2 separate regions of the Rattus norvegicus genome follow, and region 1 is linked to region 2. The links are chromatin contacts, called in public Hi-C maps. All regions are on one chromosome and are shown on one strand. Each heading gives the region's core, a stretch centred on a gene start, on an enhancer-like site or on the middle of the called end of the contact. The rest is flanking DNA. Distances are from core to core; before and after follow the strand shown. Region 1 has its middle 480 kb from the start of Pappa. Region 2 has its middle 460 kb from the start of Tnc.

Region 1 (4,299 bases), core at 607-3,106, 99 kb before region 2:
GAGTAAAACCTTTTGGGAATATTTTTTTCACTTTTACTGTTTTGTGGATCATAAAACTTGTAACTACTACCCCCCTACATGAGGAAGTGGATTTTGTTGTTGTTGTTGTTGTTGTTGCTGCTGCTGCTGTTGTTGTTGTTGTTGTTTTGTTTCTTTCACTCCATATCTTTCTATTCCTCCTTAGAAAGCAAAGCAAAAATGAAGTCATTACTTTGGTAGGTACTATGCTAAAAGTTTCCACTTTCAAACTAATCCTTAATTTGGTCCATGTATGAGTCAGGATTCTTCACAGAGACAGAACCAAAAGAACATGTGTTTGTTTGTTTAAAGGAATTGTCTCTTGGGAATTATACAGGCTGGCAAGCCCAAGATATTCAGAAAATCCAATACAGGGACTCTGAACAAGATGATTTAGTTCCAGCCATAGGTCAAAATGCTAGGGAACTGGAAAACCATTGCTGTGTCCCTAATCCAAAGACAAGTCATACTCAAGTCCCAAGAAGAGATGATATTTCAGTTTGAATATGAAGGAAAGAAGAAAACATTCAGAGGCCTTCAGGCTGGAAAATCATTTCTTGCTTAGAGAGAGCCAGCCCTGTGCTTCAAATAAATGAAGTCTGAGTGTATTAGTAGGACTACCTGCTTTGCTCAGTCTACCTCCGGTCATCCAAAGAATCACAAAATTAACATCCTATGTTCAGTCACTCTCAACTGAACACATATACTTGTCTCTATAAACCAAACTTTATTACCAAATGAAGGGAATGTCAAAGTCATAATGGTGTATAATATGAAAATAAGTTTCCTGGGAGGACCTGAAAGAATATTAAATCTGTCCCTTAGAGGCGTAAGTGAAGTCCAGTTTACTCTTTTTATCTTGCAATTTAAGCATATGATATAAAATAATAATATTTACTGTGGTATAGGACTCATAGATAAGAAAAAGGAGGAAGCAAAGACATGTAATACAGTTCTCTCACACACATTCATAACAATATCTTCACAGAAAAATTGGGAGACATATGTAGGATACTTAGAGTTTCTATTTTTGTGTCTGGTCACATGGTCAAAGCTTGTATTCATGACTATCTTTTTTAACCTCTCACTGGATCTTCCCTTACATGATAATAAATGATTCTTTTCCTGGCAAGATATTTAAAACTTCACTTTCAAATGCTGTAATACAGCATTTAGGTAATCCTACCTAAACTGAATTTTATAATTTCCCATTGGTTGTAATCACAGGGCATGACAAAATTGAGTTACCCTAGAGAATCTTTATCAGGGAGCAGTTCAATTTCTCTTATGTCAGAATCAATCACCCACGGCAAAAAGCCAGAGCACAACTCTGGTAAGATATCTGATATTAGATGGTTTGTATATGCGGCAAAAATATCATTCCATCAATATGAGTCTCTTACCACATTTCTTTTACAGTGACATATGTGCGTAATGTTGACTGTGGACATGACATTTTCTAACTCCATGAATGGTGGCAGAATCATTCCACACAGACAAGGCAGAGAGCTATTTATAGCAGGGTTTTGGACTACCAAGGACAAATTATTGCCAGTTCTATGGCAGAAATAGTCCAATATAAGCAACCTTCAACCAGGTGGCTAGATAATCCTCATAATAAATGATGCTATATAGGTATGAAGTTGTTCTATGCTACTAGAGATCGAGCACTCATCTGCATGCCCAGACCAAGTCTCCCTTTCTGAATGGAAGCCTTGTTGTTGAACCCATGCATAACCTCTACCCTGTCATCACAGTTACTTTGTTCATAAGCCTATTAGTGGTGACAGCAGTGGCTTGGGAAAGAGGCTGAGTACTAGCCACAGAATGGGTCATTCTATCCACTTGATTATTAGAATTCTCTTATACTGAGGTCACACTTTGGTTAACATTCACATGGAATGTTCTGCGTTGTTCATTCAGAGAAGGCTATCTATAAACTGCTTCCTCAAAATTTTAGTCATAAGTCTTTTCACTTGCATTCCTTATAAATCCATGGTCTTCAACCAATACATTGGCCATAGCATATATGTTGGTATATAATTATGAATCTGACCAGTTCTCATTTATATGTAGCATGAAAAACCAAGTAATTAGTCATATATCAGTTCCCCAGGAAAACTTTAACCCACCCTTGTTCGAGAATGTCCAAGAAGGGCTGTCGTGTTGTGTTTATTTTTATTTTAATGTTGAGTTTTAACATCACTCACACAGAACAATATATAAAGGAAGGTCAACTTATTATAACGTCCTCATTAAGCTATAGTTGTAAGCATGGATAGAGAACAGAGAAAACACTGGCGCACACTCTTTAGGTTTGAACTTGACTTTTTTATAAAATGCTTGCAAGCTCAGGGTGTACCCAGCCTTTTCAATTTCCAATTAATGGCAGAATACTACTGCAAACGTTCAGTTTTATAGTTTGCTTGATTATTTGTATAGTTCATGATGGAAAACATGGTTGTGTAGCTTGTTGTTAAATATCCCCTTACTATTAGGACCAGACCCAGCAAAAGCCCCAAAGTTGTTTCTCTAAAGAAAAGTAGTTATCTACAGATAATAGCAAAAATTGGCCCCAAAATCCAAAGGGCAGAGATGATGATTCATTTATATAGAACTGCCAAAGGTTCCAGATGGCATACCTATCTGCCATCAACATTTCAAGCACCATTGAATCTGCTGGACCCTAGAGCCGAAGTGGCAGAGTCCCTTTCACAGAAACCTTAATCTGCTACAGAACACCCTCACCTCTTGTGTGCTTTTACATGAACTCAACTCAGATTAGCAATGTCAGATGTTCAAATACTCTAAAGGAGTAAAAATAACACCCAGTTGGTAAGGAAGAAAAGAAAGATTAAGCAATGTTTCATGTCCTTCAGGTAAGAAGTCGTAAATTCCTGTATCCATAGAAAATCTCACTGAGGTAAAAGGATTGAGTTTGTTGTACTTTTTTTCCCACCTTATAACATGTAAATGTCTTACTGGTCTATCAAACATTCTATCATTATTATAGGTTTGTATGAGGTTACAAAGTTCCCTGTAAACTAAATTATAAGAGTAGGGATGGGGTACATACCTTGAGGTAAAATAGGAAATGTCTATCCTGATTCCTTTCAAGCTATAATAAAAAATTATTCTAATGAACTCTATTAAAAGTCATGAAGGGCTGGAGAGATGGCTCAGCGGTTAAGAGCACCCGACTACTCTTCCAGAGGTCCTGAGTTCAATTCCCAGCAACCACATGGTGGCTCACAACCATCTGTAATGGGATCCGATGCCCTCTTCTGGTGTATCTGAAGACAGCTGCAGTGTACTTATATATAATAAATGAATAAATCTTTTAAAAAAAGTCATGAAGAGTAAATATTTATATTAATCTTCTAAAACAATGAAGTCTTAACTCATGTAACATCTATAACTGAAGCAAATAGACATTCCATATTACATTATTGCATCCTCATACATTAAGATCCATCCATTCTCTGCAGTAAGCAAGTCAAATGGGTTATGACCAAACTGAACCACCCTACTAGTAATCCTGCCATTTCCAGTTTAGTGTTAACATAGTCTGTGAGTCCATTCGGTAATGCTGCATTGTTTTATGATAACTATTTTATCAGTTAGAGATAAAATATCAGTCTGATAGCTAGCACTTAATGTTTTATATCACAATAACTCCCACACTACAGTTCAGGGGCAGTGTAGAGATTCTGAACATAATTGATATACATAGATTCTAGTTATACATTCTGGAACTATAATTTAAGAGGATCAGAATGAATTAAAACCACAGTAGATTTATGATGAGAAATTCTTGATCCAAAACATCATAGAACAAATTATCTATGTCTGTCCTTCCTATAGTTTGTCCTGGGATTACTGTCACTTTGAAGCTAGTGTCTAGCTGCCTTGGAAAGCTCATTATTTCCTTTTGTCCCTGTGTTAATGGCCTCTTCTTAGTTTTCTCCATCATACAAATTCCAGTTCTGCACGGTAAGGAGCAATAGGTCTTTTTGAGAAAGACTAGAAAAGCAATCTACAGCTTCCCTTTTATCAGTGTCCCAAAAATCTTCCTTAAGACCTTAGTTGCAATTTGTCATGGTCTTAAAATTGATGGAGGAGCTAAGAGAGTCTGTTTATATGACTTCATTTTAATTTTTGTTCAGTAGACCCAACATCTTCTGTTTATACAGATAAATTAACATCTTGATATGATATATATATATATATATATATATATGACAGAGTGATTAATGAGTAGCCACTGCTGTGTGTGCCAAA
Region 2 (4,491 bases), core at 1,275-3,774:
AACAGACATAAAATTTGGATCATTCTATGACAAGAAGTGGGAGCAACCCAAAGCCTTTAAGAAATCTTTCTCTCAGTAGTGACTGCACTAGCAAACAGCTAGTTCAAGTAGGGTTCAAGTAAGCACACTGACATTGTGAAAGCTATTAATGGCCTATGTAGTACAAATCTGTATATATTTACTTGCTGGACATTTGAGATATAGCTGTTTTTTGTGAAGTTTCTTCTCTGAAACCATTTAACATTGTGATACTTTGACAACTTTTATAATTAATTCAGAGTCTGAGAAAACCTCCCTTCTGTTTCCATAGTGTATTCCTTTGCCATTTAAGAATTGAACAGGTTCTAAATGAAACCAATGAGCTCATTTAATTCAGAATGGCAGAATCAAGCGATTTCAGAACCACTATCTAAAACTTCTTATTGGATAACCCATTCGAGTTCCATAATCTCTCACCACTTAGGAGATTTCTTGCATGAAGAATTCCACATAGTCATGATGAATCACTGAGCAAAGACACTTCAACTCCACATGACATACTACTTCTTTGCCAATTTATTTATATTTATGAACACTAAATAAATTAATTCATAGTGAGGGATAAAACCAAGTACAAAGAGATTATATTCAGCCTTGAAAAATGAAACAGTAACAGCAGTAGTAAATATCGCTCCCTGACATAGAAGAGGGGCACACACTATTCCAACTGGAGACAAGAATGATAGCCATTCTTAAAGGGGGAAGAGGAAAAGGATGTTGAGCTGAGCAGGCTTCCTGGGAAAGGATAATGTGAATTCTATACTTGAGTTTGGCCAGACGGTACATGCAAGACTACTCAGGGACAGAGGTGAAAGGACAGCAAGTCAGAGGAAATCAGCAACTCCCCCAGTTCACCCTGCCTTCATGCTCCTTGAATACCATAGTCCAAAGCATCACCTTCCCACCTCAGAAGCCGCAACCACGTTGACCACAGCACCCCGGGCATTATTTAAAGTGCTCTGAGCTCACTGGGTTTTCCCCACAAAGGTAATGGAGGTAGATAGTATCTCAACTTCTGTGGAGCTGGTAACCCGACTGTAGCTATACATTTTATCCATGGGTCTGATATGACAAGTCTAGTTAGTGGCTCAAGCTGACTAAGCTTTCGTCAAATGATTTAAAAGTTCCAGAAAGCAGCAGGGCCAAGAAAGTAAGGGGTCAGTAGAAGCCCATAGCAAATTGGTCCCTTACAACTGATTTCCTGAGGACTGTGCACGTGTGCCATAATATGCTTGATGAGACAGATCCTCTATCCTCTAGCATCTGTGTCCAAGGGAAAAGGGTGTGTGTATGCATGCATGCATATGTGGAAAGTTTCAAACGCCAAGAATTCACACTATCCTACATTACACAAGGTTATTTGCCTCCATTCTCTCAGCACATGTTCACAAGATACTAATAAACCATGGACTATTCTCTCCATTTTGTGAATGAAACATCTAAGTTTTATGTAATCTGGTACTTATTTGCATTAAAGGAACCACACACATCAAGTTACGCTCACTAAGATAGGATATCGATATAAACATCGAGAGGATGCTGTATGACACAGAGACACTGACAACGTACGGTAGTTCTGGAGGCCAGATTAGATACAGGAGGAAAATCTGTGTGAACAGCCAGGAGTACCAGAGTTGTTGGTTATTACATAGTGATTTGCTGGATGTGTCCTCAGTGTGACTGAATCGCCCTTTTACCCTGAGACCCACTCTCTTTGTTTATTAAATTAAATAATGAATAAAAGCTTCAGTCTTTTCAGTCTATCAGCCTAGGGGATTCATTAGTCATATAATGAATGCCCTCACCTCAAGTTCTGTTTTCTTTGTATTCATTACTTGTCTCCTGAACCCTGGCTTCCTTGGAATGAAATTCGTATCCCTGCAAGATCCTTTAAAGCCTTCCACTTTGCTGGAAGCAGGCAGTTGAGAAACAAAACAAAAATAAGGAGAAGGGAAAAAAAAGGAAAAGAAAAGAAAAAACCTTGGAAGTCTATTTCCCTGCCCCCCTCCTTCCTTTTCCTTTCATTCCAATCCCTCCTCTAGAGAACACCAGAGAAATAAAAATAAAATCGTAATTAAGAAAAGGACTAAGAATAAATTCCACACATTTAACCAGAGTTCCATCTCTGAACCCAGGAGGATTGGTGCATAGCTGTGGTTGTGCGAGAGGAAGCGTGCAGGGAACTCATGCTGGGCTTTCAACACAGATACAGCTCATGAGGAATAGTTTATCACTTAAAGCATCTCCTTAATTCTGCAGAGTAAAGTCAAGACCTCAGAGAAGTCTCAGATACCACCACTGTGGCCACTGGGGTCTCCCATTTCTGGAGTCCCTCTGGCCCAAATATCTCAGAGCAAATCACAAACATTTATTGACGGAACCCCATGACCCATCCCCCAAGTGAATATTTTAATATCCCATTCTGCAAAGGGCAGAATGGTAACACAGAGAAGTCCAAGGCTCTTGGCTGCTTGCCATGCAGCGAAAGCTGAGTAGTGGCTGGATTCTGAAAGCAAAGGATCTCCAGGTGTGTCGTGGATTATTCCAGCCATGTGCTAAAGAGCACTGGGCTGTAAGTCAGAAAACCTGGTTTCTGACCCTGGCTCTGTCACTTACTCTCTGGGGAATTTCTTCTCTCTGTGCCTTAATGTCTTCCCCTATAAAACAAAAATCCAACTAGGAGACTGTAAATTCCCCTTTACCTCCAAAAGAGAAAGTCTATGTCCAGGAAGCCAGGAGACTGTTCAGACTTCCTTATCTTAACTCCTAAGCACGGTATATGTGCTCCTTCATAATGAAGGCCTTTGTATCAAAGGAAAGTCATCTTTCCATTCAATGGGTCTTCCTTCAGGTGGGCCTCTCAAATTCTTTACAGCTCCACTTGAACAGCACTTAATAAATATCTACTACATTAGTAGAAGCTGTACAGCTGTGTCCTTAGTTCACCTCTGCCTTCCCCTGACTGGAGAGGTCTTGAGGGGCAGAGTTAGGAAAGATTTGGGAGATTTTATATACTTGGATAGATTTTAAACTTTAAATACCTATCAATGTGTGGCTTTTCTCTGTCGTCTACTTTACATTTTTGGCAATACCTTTCCTGTATGTCTTGATGTGCCAGCCTAATTCTAAGTACTGGAATTCAATTTAGCCACTTAATGTCCATTTGCTAAAGATGCTTACCTAAGATTTGGTTCTTTTCCTGAGAGTCATTCTTTTTCACAGAGAATCAGGCAAGGGGAAAGGCAATTATAACATGTTGCTATTGCTTCAATAGTAGATGACAAACAGCTATAAGAAGGCAGCTCGGTTTAGAGAGAGTTTGTCAAGCATGTATAAGGTCCTGCTTTAGTCCGCTGCACAGACTATACCTACTATGCCGGCACACATCCGTAATCCCAATACATGGGATGTGGAGGCAAGACAACAAGGATTTGGGATGCCTAGAGTTTAAAGATGGCCTGGACTTCAGGAGCCTCTGTCTCAAAACAAAAAAAAAAAAGATTTCTGGAAATGAAGCTAAGTTATAGCATAATAATTGTTAGTTTGGTGAAATTTCACAGCACAGAACTAGAAGATGCTAAAGCAGTTAACACGTATGTGTGGGGAGGGGTAACCTTGTTGAATAAAATTTCAACTAGATGGTATTAAAGAGAATGCAATTGGCATGAGCACTGTTCAAACTCAACATCAAGGTGTAGGTCACTTTAAAGAAAAGTAGGTCACCTCACACTACCCCATGGCGTCATCTATAGGAATATTTCCATTCTTTCCTGGCTTGGATTTCGTAGATGTAAAAATGATGATTAGATGAGACAATCGTGGTTGTCCCTTCCAGCTTGAGTATTCTGTAGGGACATGAAATACAATGTCCCCTCTGCTTCCTTCTGTACCATTTACTGCTGGGCTGGGCAGAGGATTGGTGGTTGAGAGAGGGAGGAGACTGGATCTGGACTTTGGAAAAAGGACTATATGGATGTTACTGTTGAAATCATCGTTATGTCTTATGTCTTAACCAAATGGATACATGTAGAGATGCATGATGGACAATGTTTGGTATCAGGGATCAACAAATTAACTGGAGTATCCTATAGTCTGCCAGCAGCCGTGGGATCTATTCTGAATCCAATGTCTTCCTTGAAAGAACAGGGAGCAAAAGCCAGGTAGACTGGTGAGCTTCTGTAACACCAAACAAATATAAACAAATTGTGCTAGCCATTTCCAGCTCACCCCTCAACAGAGAGGCTCTTTTTGTAGAAGGGTATCAGCTGGGACATCGCCAGGTCTGGCTTAAGCAAAGTAACTAAGACTCAAGAGTTCACAGTGAAAGTTTAAGAAAAATGTGTACATGTATATGATTACCTCAATCTGGGATTTATATACAGATTTGTGTCTGTGGACATAGTATTTCTGTTTAATTCACATGGCAAAAGCTAAATCAAGTTAAAGCTAGAA

Evidence for each region. Hi-C and Micro-C count contacts between places; a contact is called where the count stands out from the background.
Region 1: a Hi-C map of the Rat2 cell line shows a contact between it and region 2, with 10 times the contacts expected there. The contact joins two enhancer-like sites. A contact is called at or near these places in 3 of 12 Hi-C or Micro-C datasets (the A7r5 cell line, the Rat2 cell line and Schwann cells).

The regions. Positions count from the first base shown.
Region 1 is chr5:83,034,203-83,038,501 of GRCr8, reverse strand. No RefSeq gene overlaps it. Among named protein-coding and RNA genes, the nearest start is that of Pappa, 480 kb to the left of the region's middle. Within about 2 kb of position 1,856, at least 6 of the 93 cell types and tissues checked have an H3K27ac peak or open chromatin away from gene starts, as enhancers often do.
Region 2 is chr5:82,935,479-82,939,969 of GRCr8, reverse strand. No RefSeq gene overlaps it. Among named protein-coding and RNA genes, the nearest start is that of Tnc, 460 kb to the right of the region's middle. Within about 2 kb of position 2,524, at least 1 of the 93 cell types and tissues checked has an H3K27ac peak or open chromatin away from gene starts, as enhancers often do.